2 separate regions of the Rattus norvegicus genome follow, and region 1 is linked to region 2. Evidence: chromatin contacts called from public HiChIP or PLAC-seq data. All regions are on one chromosome and are shown on one strand. Each heading gives the region's core, a stretch centred on a gene start, on an enhancer-like site or on the middle of the called end of the contact. The rest is flanking DNA. Distances are from core to core; before and after follow the strand shown.

Evidence for each region. HiChIP or PLAC-seq counts read pairs in DNA pulled down with a chosen protein or histone mark.
Region 1: an H3K27ac HiChIP or PLAC-seq map of oligodendrocytes shows a contact between it and region 2, with 11 times the contacts expected there. The contact joins two enhancer-like sites. A contact is called at or near these places in 1 of 12 Hi-C or Micro-C datasets (frontal cortex) and 1 of 1 datasets of contacts at active chromatin or transcription factors (oligodendrocytes).

Annotation. Positions count from the first base shown.
Region 1 is chr15:88,938,834-88,943,848 of GRCr8, forward strand. No RefSeq gene overlaps it. Among named protein-coding and RNA genes, the nearest start is that of Spry2, 170 kb to the right of the region's middle. Within about 2 kb of position 1,513, at least 83 of the 93 cell types and tissues checked have an H3K27ac peak or open chromatin away from gene starts, as enhancers often do.
Region 2 is chr15:88,791,687-88,797,062 of GRCr8, forward strand. No RefSeq gene overlaps it. Among named protein-coding and RNA genes, the nearest start is that of Trnap-agg90, 300 kb to the left of the region's middle. Within about 2 kb of position 1,570, at least 43 of the 93 cell types and tissues checked have an H3K27ac peak or open chromatin away from gene starts, as enhancers often do.

The sequences.
Region 1 (5,015 bases), core at 263-2,762, 150 kb after region 2:
TTACGTTTCTTGTACATTCCCAACATAACTTTTGTCTGGGTTAGGTAAGAGAACAGCAGAGACATCGTTGGTATGGTACAGAGAATCACTGTGTATAATGAATACAGACTCTGGAGCGCAATGATTGAAAGTAGATCCAGGCCAGGGCTCAGAAAAGATGATGGTTATGAAAAGTTGGTCCAGATGCCCAATATAAACAAAGTGCATCTAAATGCTGGTATCGCAGGTAGCAGGCAGGGGAACGGGCGAATGCAAGGGTCATTCCTGCATGCTTAAAGGAATGTGACTGTGTCGGGCAGGGCTTGTGCATTTGGGAAGAGCATTACCAGAGTTAAGTACATCCTAAAGCCAAGAGAAGGCTCTGAATCTCACCCAGCTCCATGGAAAATGCAATCAGCAGAGCGTTTGTTTAAAATATAAAAACTAATGAGATAGCTATGAGGGTTATAGCGCTGCCCTTTTCGCTCCAAGTTTTATTAAAACGCATCACATAGACTTGGGGTAAATGAACACACCTGAAAAGTAAAGCCAGCCAGCGCTGCTGTATAGCAGAAAGAAACAGGGGTTCTAAAGCTTCCCGAGGGAGATTTAAGTTGCAAAAATTAGTATTTTTCAACTCTAAAACTATATATGCAAAAAAAGTTGGCTAACACCGTGGGGCCATGACTATGCTAGAATCTGACCGAAAATATACAAAATTCTCCATATGGTGAAGGTCTCAACATTCTATTTTTAACAGATTTTGGAAAAGATGGGTAGAAAACATGCTAAATGCCTGCTCTGAATGGTGGTGCTGTGGCTGAATGTTTCTATTTTCATACTCCTATTCCTATGTGTCATCTAATTCACATTTTTTTATTATCCTTTATGGGGAATGAAACAAGTTTTCTACAAATTAAAATTCAGAAATGGACACATTTCTATTTCACCAGAAATGAACATCCACAACCCAAAACTCTAGCGGTTTCCCAGGCTTTTTTTTTACTTGTTGAATTGCTGTAATTATGCCAGAATATTTTTATTTCTTCTTAATCTCAATGAGAACTTCCCTTTGAAACAAGAGGCTCCCCGCGCCCCCCTTACCCTCCAACAGTGCCCCTGTTTTTTCCGAAATCCAAATTAGATGCTTTCACCGTGCTGATTTCTAAAGTTCCAGAAAAACAGCCTCCGTCCAGCCCTTAGCCAACAGTCTCTGTGGCTTTAAGAGTAGCTTCCCTCCACCCCCCTGCGCCCACATACTTGTCCTCTTTGCACAGAAAGTGCCAAGCAGTGACATCTACTATAGTTTCTAGGACACGATGCTCTCTGAGATACAGGGAGAAAAAAGAGGAAGAGAGAGAGAGAGAGAGAGAGAGAGAGAGAGAGAGCTGTGAGAGAGAAGGAAGGCGGGCGGGCGGCAGGGGAAGTGAGCACAAACCCAGCTATGTTCCCAGGGGACAGGCATTCCCGTGCAGTAATCCTGACCTGCTGTTTATGGCTGTTTGGCTGATAGGAAGCCCAGCTCCAGCGAGCTACAGGGCCCAGCCTCCCCGCCTTGCTGTCCATTAATCATGAGAGGCTGTTACGAAGTGTACACAGAGTAGGAGTTCTGCCTAGAGTGGCCTCTAGCTGTCTCCAGCTCAATGAAATGACCCTGTGTGAAAACTTGTTTTATGAGAGATTGGTTTATTTGTAACTAAACTACTTCCTCCGTTATTTGATAAGCTCAAATATTTGCTAGTGATAGTCTGAGAGTGTCACATTTATTATCCTGTTTCTGTGGTTGCCTCACTCCCTTGGAACCAGCTCTGTTAACCCTTGGAAGGGCAGCCGTGGCCCATGCTGTCTTTCAGTCGGTCAGTATTATGTCAGACCAGTTAGGATTTGTAACTCTAAGTCGGAGACTGTGTAGTTCCGGAACCACACAGACAACTCCAGAGGCAGAAGACTTTGATTAAAGTCCCCTAGGATTCTGGAGCCCTAAAAAGGAAGGAAAGGTCTTCTGACTTCCTAACATAAATCCAAGGCACTTCTAGGCACATTTGTGTTTCTGAAATGGCAAACCTTAAATAGGTCGGCGTGACTTCCTGTAGTTTTTCAGACCCCCACACGTCAGTTGTGTAAGGCAGCATGCGTTCTGGAAATGCTGTAGCGCTCTCTGCTTTGACACTTTGCCTGTCAGAGTCTGAGTTCATTTGCATTTGGCAGAGTTTACTTCCTGCCTCCAGAGAAGGGGGGCGAGGTAGGGGGTGAAAGCCTTTGCAATACTCTCTCAAAGGCTCAAAGGGCTCTCTGGACATATAAAACTATGTTTCCAAGAATTAAATGAACCAGAATGAGGCAGATCTCTTTTGAAACAAAAAAAAGAAAAGAAAAAGAAAGAAAGAAATACAGGCTTTTGTTACATGCAACACATTTGGAAAACCTAAATTGAATATCTCTCTTGACAAACCCACACTGGGACTGTTTTCGCAGCTCTTTCAGTCTCTGGTCAGCTACATGGAGCTCTCAGTGAATGCAGAAGAGGCTAAGGAAATAGCCACTTACGTGTGGCGAAATGTTCCAGCCTTGCAGAGAATTTTTTCCCAAAATCATTAGACCCACCAAAATGCTTTCTTTTTGCCAGGCCCTCACCTTCCCCATCAGACTTTCCACACTCCTCGGTCCTCGCAGTCCAGCCGTCTGCACTTCCCAAAACAGCCAGCCATTTGTAGCTGAAAATGTAACCAACTTTATACGCTTCTAAACCAAAGAGCTCCTTGACTTTCAAGCAGGAAGAAAGCAAAGGGAAGCAAAGAGGTTTTTCTCCCAACTTGTTTCAAGGTCAGAACCAGACACCCATCCAGGCTCCTTTCCTGCTGTCAAGGAGGTGAATCTAGGCCGCCTAAAGCCTGCGGTGGTTGGGGGAGGGGGGCAGTACTGGGAACACAAACCTGGAGAACCCTTTCCCATTATCTGAAGGGGAGTGGTTCAGGGTTCTACCTCTGGTGTCCTTTACACCTCAGCGGGCCGCAGCCTTTCCCCAAGATGCTACCAGTAATAAAACTTGGCCAAGTGATGACTAGAATTGTAATTATCTGATTGATAGATAGATAGATAGATAGATAGATAGATAGATAGATGATAGATAGATAGATGATAGACAGATTTGATGTTGAATAGATTTTATTTTTAGTTCTCCCGTTCTTTGTGTGTTTAAGATTTTAAAATTGAGTTTTAAAAGGCATATCTTCTTTGATTTCTTTCCTTTCTTTCTTCTTTTGGAGTTAGGGATTGAGCCCAGATACTGCATGTTAGACAAGCACTGAGCCTCTGAGCCACCTCTCCCCTCTTCCTCCCAAATGTTTTCAGTGTAAAATGCAGTTTTGATTATAATAATGATATACTAAATCTCTAGATTATTTTTTGTCACACTCTACAGTGGATCTTTTAAAGCACTATATGGCAATATTATATATATATATATATATATATATATATATATATATATATATATATCCCATGCCTTGGTGACCCCTACTTCTCTTCCTCATCTTTTTTGTCCTCCCCATTTAAAAATATTCATATTATGTGCATGTGTGTTTTATATGCGTGCATGTCTGTGTGCACTTGCGTACCTGGTCCCTGCAGAGGACACAGAAGGGCATCAGATCCCTTGGAACTGAAGTCACAGAGGGTTGTGACCCAGTATGTGGGTGGTGGTAGTCAGATTCAAGCTTCTCTGGAGGAGTCGCCTTCCCTCTTAACCTTTGAGCCATTTCCCCAGCTCTTACCTTCTTATTGGATGAATTCAATAAGTTTAATTATGTTAGATAACCATGCTGGCTACGTGTGTGTGTGTGTGTATGTGCGTGTGAACTTGACACAAGAGCTCAATTGAGAACGTGCCTACATAAGATTGAGCTGTAGACAAGGTATAGGACATTTTCATAATGATTGATGGGAAGGGCCCAGCACATTGTGGGTGGGGCCACCTCTGGGCTGGTGGTCCCAGGTTCTAAAGGAAGGAGACTGAACAAGCCATGAAGGACAAGTCAGTGAACCGTACTTTGCCATGACCAGGAGCTCCTGCCTGCCTCAAGGTTCTTGCCCTGTTAGTCCTGTCTCTACTTCTTTCAGTGATGAACAGTGATCGGGAACTGTCAGCCAAATAAACCCTCCCTCCCTGAGTTGCTTTGGCCATGGTGTCTCACCTCAGCACTGGTAACACTAACATTAAAACAATGGCTTATGCTCTGCTTGCCTCGTGGGACGGAGCCACCGATAGACCCTTGCACTTCCATTCACAGCTGCTGCTGATCGTTGCTGGGGAGTTGGACTACAGGCTGTAAGTCATCAGCAAATTCCCTCACTATACAGAGACTACCCCTAAGTTCTGTGACTCTAGAGAACCCTGACTCACACACCTCCCCAGTCTTGGACTTTTGATTTAGTTTACAACACTAACTGTTATTCCTTTGTATGGTAAAGACCTTAGTTCCAATAATAAAGCATCTATGTATCCTATAACATATATTGCCTAGCAGATCAGTATTGTAGCATCAGAGTCAAGTGCAGGATAGGAGTACTCATATCTAATCTCCCCTGCAACCTGCAGAACACCTACTAACCCTTTGAAAGCCAGCCCAGGAAGATATTTCCATATTGGTTTGAGATTGACTTCTCTATGTATTGATTTTTATTATTTCTACTCCTCTTTGATGTGCTTCCTTTCTTCTTCTTCTTTTTCTTCTTCTTTTTCTTCTTCTTTTTCTTCTTCTTCTTCCTCTCCTCCTCCTTTTCTTCTTCTTTCCTCCTCCCCCTCCTCCTCCTCCCCTCCTCCTCCTCTTCCTCCTCTTCTTCCTCCTCCTCTTCTTCTTTTTCTTCTTTTCTCCTCCTCCTCCTCTTCCTCCTCCTTCTTCTTTTTTTCTTCTCTAGAACTTTCAGGTGTACATTTAAATTGCTGGTAAGAGAAATTTTAATTTCCTTATGGAAGGACTTAGTGCTATGACCTTCCTCTAGCACTTTTGTTCCAGAGCTTGATGAACAGTGCCTAT
Region 2 (5,376 bases), core at 320-2,819:
CCCTGTTCCTTCTCTGAAAGGTAATTTAAATATCTAATGTCCTAAAAGCAGTGTCCCCCTTCTCTCAGAATGACTTGGATGGGCTTGTGTTTGTTACTGAGGAGGGATCCGATTCTTTTCAGGATCTATACCTGAGATGCACAGAGGCCTACGTGGAGAACACCTTCTTCCCCGACAGGCACTCTTAAATTTGGATCTTCATTTCTTCGTGTAGGGCTGCTCAGACCATGTAAAAGGCACTTGTATCTGAACCTTAGGCCTATTTGAAAGCTGACCTCGGTTGCAGATTCTGGCTGGCTTTTCTTCCCGCTCAGTGTTTTGCAGAAAACAACAACAGAAAAACAGGAACTGTAACTTTGTAGATGTTTTTGCCTTTCACTGGGTTTTTCTTTTTTACAGTTTTGTTGTTGGACCAACTCCCCGGATCTTGACTTTGTGTAAAGGAGTTCTTAATTCCAAACTCTATATTTTGTTTTCAAAGGGTCGTGTCACCAGGACTTCATTCTATCCTTAAAGCTAAACCTTCATGATTCAAAGCTTTTCTAAAACTACATATATCTATATATTATATCTCTGTATCTCTGTATTTCTGTATCTCTGGTTTTCTGTATCCATTTTTACCTATATCTATATCTATATCTATATCTATATCTATATCTATATCTATATCTATATCTATATCTATATCTATATCTTTATATCTTTATATTGTCCTATTGGTCTTAGGTTAGCTTCCCAGTTGCTCTCTGTTTGAATCCATGTGTATTTCATATATTATTCTGTCAAATAATGTATGCATGTCTCGGAGTCTGTGTTAACACTCTTGATTTAATATTGATGTGACATATTTCATTTATCTTCTTTACATTACTCGTTTATTTCGGGTAACATGTGTACACATGTGAAGGAAACAAAGAGACAGAGAAAAGGATACAGAGACGGCCGCTGATGCACTCCACAGCGCATGTGCTGGAGGTCAGAGGCCACGTGGGAATCGGTTCTGCCTACCGTGTGGGCTTTAGAGATTGAACTCGGATCTGCGGGCTTGATGGCAAGAGCCCTTACATACTGCACCGCGTTACCGGCCCCTCGATACAAAATTAAATTAGAGGATCCATGTATAGCACTTAGCTCATTGCCTGAAATATATGTAAATCTAGAAGACAGGGTTTTAAAAATACTGGACTGAAAGAAGCATTTGTCATGTTCTCTTAGCGACAAGGAGTTGTGTCTGTTTTTAAATTTTTTTTTTCTTCCTAGAACCGTCTTGCTCTATTTTACGAGCCGAGTGCACAGTCAACATTCAGTTTCGCTTGTGATTTTTCTCCTTGCACGAGCAAATGTAGCCGTGCGTAAGTAAGGAGGAACAACTGCTTAACAAATTTCATCTCCCGACGCCCAAGGACTAACGGAACCCGGAAAGGAAGAAGCTATTCGGAACAATACGAATATTTCTTGGCCCTGTCTCTCTTCAATCTAATTTTCTGTCCATTGAAAGCAGCTGTGCCTTTCTCACTCTGACAATTCTGAAATCAGGGTAACTGGTTCCTCATAAAGACTAGGATGCGCTGGCAGGAGCTGCCGCTGCCAGGAGCTGCTGAATGTTCAATGGTGCTTGATTATACAGGAGGTTAATGAGACCACTGTGATTATTTCCTTCTTGGTGAAACTGCCCCTTGTCTTATTACAAAACCGCTAATTATCCCTCAAACCAGAGATTCTTTAAATAAGCGCGAGAGGCAGCATTATGTAACCAGTGCAGGGCCTCTTTTTCTTTTGTAAGGTGGATGACTTAAAAAAAAAAAATGAAGACGTAATTCTCAAACTACATGATTATGCAGTTAAAATGCACAGCACACATTGGCTTCGACACCGTCCCTGTTGTGGGCGCCGCAGTGACCACGGTTGTTTTTGAAGTTTTGTTATCCTAAAAGGAAGTTCTGCCCTTTAGTGATCGCCCGGAGCTGAGTTTGGAGGCTCGGCCGTTCTGTGCAGTAACAGGATTGCGATACAGGCTGTGGTCCGTAGGAGGCGCCACGTGGACTTATCCCTGCGATTTGGCGTTCTTACAAAAAGCTTGACAACGCAGTTTCTCTTCCTTCCCTTCGTCTTCCGTCATGCGAGCCAGGCTGTAGAGTTTCTCTTATCCAGTCGCTCTGTAACCCAGGACAGCATCCTGGGAGCAGACCAGACCCTTGTAGATAATGAAGCTTCTGATGCCTCGATCTAGGTTTTACAAACCACGGAACTGTGATAGACATTTTGTTTTTCTGCAAGTGGTGGTGATTAAGCACAGCACAGATTAAGACAACTCCAATCGAAGCACTTTCTTATTTCTGGATTTATATTTGAATAGAGGTGCTCTTTAATTGCCTTTAAAAATGTGTGTGTGTGTGTGTGTGTGTGTGTGTGTGTGTGTGTGTGTGTGTGTGTGTCTATACACCACATGTGTGCAGTGCCCACAGAGACCAGAAGAGGGTACTGGAAGCTTTGGAACTGGAGTTACAGACTTTGGTGAATCAGCCCGTGTAAGTACAGGGAACCCAACTTGGATCCTCTGAAAGACTAACAAATGCTGTAGCCATGGAGGCATTGCTTCAGACTATAAAATTATCTTCTTTTATTCAGCATAATGTTTTCAAGATTTAATCAGACCACGTATTTCATGGCCAGATGCCATCCTATTGTGTGGTGATGCCACATTTAATCTATTTGTCAATTGACGGAAATTTGTTTCTGCATTCTGAATAGCATGATGTTGCAGTAATGATAATTCATGCAGCTTTTTGGGGGGGTATGAAGATGAATATTTCCATTTCCTGTGGGCAGAATTGTTAGATCTTACAGTAACTCTGTGTTTAATGATTTGAGGAACTTTGCAGCATTTAGTTAAAATAATAAGAATATTCACAAGCTATACCTATTTTTAATTTTAAAAAGGGTTGTTTTCCTAACTTATGAATGTTTATAAAACCTAGCTGATAAGCATATATTTAATAACATTCCTAAGAACGCTCTCTCTCTCATATATATATATATATATATATATATATATATATATATATATATATGTTTACACACACATCTAGCAGGGGATTTATTTGCTGGTCTTCTGGAATAGATATTCAAGACTAGCTGGAATATTTATTTTAATGTCAAAGAATTTAACCTTTGGAAGACTACACACACACACACACACACACACACACACACACACACACACACAAACGCAAAATTCTTTTACAAAATTGGCTGGCCACGGCAGGAGCTCTGCTGTCTCAGTTCCTGTGCAGACATTGTTCTTACCCAACACACCAATCATAAGCAAGTGATATAAACCTTGGTGTCTTAGTCAGGGTTTCTATTCCTGCACAAAACATCATGACCAAGAAGCAAGTCAGAGAGGAAAGGATTTATTCAGCTTATACTTCCACACTGCTGTTCATCACCAAAGGAATTCATGACAGGAACTCACACACGGCAGGAACCTGGAGGCAGGAGCTGATGCAGAGGCCATGGAGGGTGCTACTTACTGACTTGCTTTCCCTGGCTTGCTTTCACCTGGGCCCTCCCAACTTGATCACTAATTGAGAAAATACCCTACAGCTGGATCTCATGGAGGCATTTCCTCAAGGGAGGCTCCTTTCTCTGTGATGACTCTAGCTTGTGTCATACTTGGAATTTCTGATCAATTCTACTTCGAGTAGCTATTTCTTTCTTTGTTTTCCTAAGATGACATCTCCTGTGTCTCAGGCTGTCATTGAACTCTGCTGTGTAACTGAGACTGATCTAAACGTCCCTTTCCTTCTGCCTCCACCCCCTGAGCCCTGGGATTACAGCTTTGTAGTACCACAGCCCATTCATGTGAGCTGTGCATGAAACCCCTCATCCCATGCATGCTAGTCAAGTACTTAACCAGCAGGCTTACAGTTCCAACCCCGGATCACTGCACAGTGTATAAGTATATGAGTTTGCATTCTACATTATTCTAGAACTTTTGTGCAAATGAAGCTGTAAGTCCATTTTAATGATTTTTTTCTGATTTCATATTTTATCTGTGCTTCAGAAAATGGGGTTCTCTTAGCAAGAACACTAAACCCCCAAGGCAGGACTGGGTACACATAGACCCTCTCAGTCTCTCAGCTCCTCCTTTCAAACTAATACAGTTTTCATTAAATGAAGATTATACATAGAAGGGGATTTATTTGCTGGTCTTCTGGAATATATATTCAAGACTAGTTGGAATATTGATTTTAGTGTCAAAGAATTTAAACAGTTAAAATGTCACCCATGGGAATTTACATGTGAATTCCAATTCAACCACACAATGTATTAATATACGAACCATTTAACAATATGAAATTCTATACTTATGCTATGAAAGGCTTCCAAACCTTTGGATGACAAAGTATAAAATATTGTATGTAGCATGTCACAATGTAGGGAGATACATGCATGAGACCCCACTAAAGTTAATGGAAAGTAATTGTATTTGTGGAGCAGAATGGTGTCTGGGTCATAAGAGAAGAAGATATTAGAGACTGTGTACCAGATAGTTTCTCTCCATCTATTTCATTTAGCCTTTCTGTGTACATTAACCTTACTTACTTAATTACTTACTTAATTAATCTTACTGAATCTTACTGGTCTGTTCTATGTCATTCCCCATGTAACACAACTTCTTGGCAATATTACTTCTAAAATTTAGATAATCACTATTAACTCCTTATGTTTAATCTTTGATTATCAACTTCTCTGACCTTAGAGGTATACTCAAGAGATATACTCAGTGTGCATGTGTTGTGTGTGTGTGTGTGTGTGTGTGTGTGTGTGTGTGTGTGTTTTTCAGGGACTGTTAATGTGATGGGAACCCCCACCTCAAATGTGGGTAGCTCTCTTCCATGGCTTGGGTTCCATACTGAATAGGGTGCCATACCGGAGCTGGTGGGGCAGCAGCATTGATCTCTTTCGGCTTCCTGGTTGAAGGATGTGGTATACTAGCTGCTGCCCCTTCCTGTCTCCATGCCTCCCAGCCACTGTCCCCTCAAACTGAGCCAAGACAAACCTGTCTTCTTGAAGCTGCTTCTGTCTTGTATTTTGTCAGCGATGTGACTAATGCACCTTCCTAGCTGGAAGCATTTACTGGGTTCCAGAAACTCTGCCGAGGCTGCTGGCTTCACACTTGAGTTTACTGCACAGAGCACGCCTCTCTTGGAGAGGAACATACAGCAAGGGCTTAAACAAATCCACTTCCACTCAAGGTACTTGCTATTTCTCTGGTTATTTAAGGAGTTGAACAAGGAAGCCGAAATTAACTGGCACCATATTTCTGATTTATTCCAGCAGGATTTATTTATTGACCTTTCAGTCTGGAGC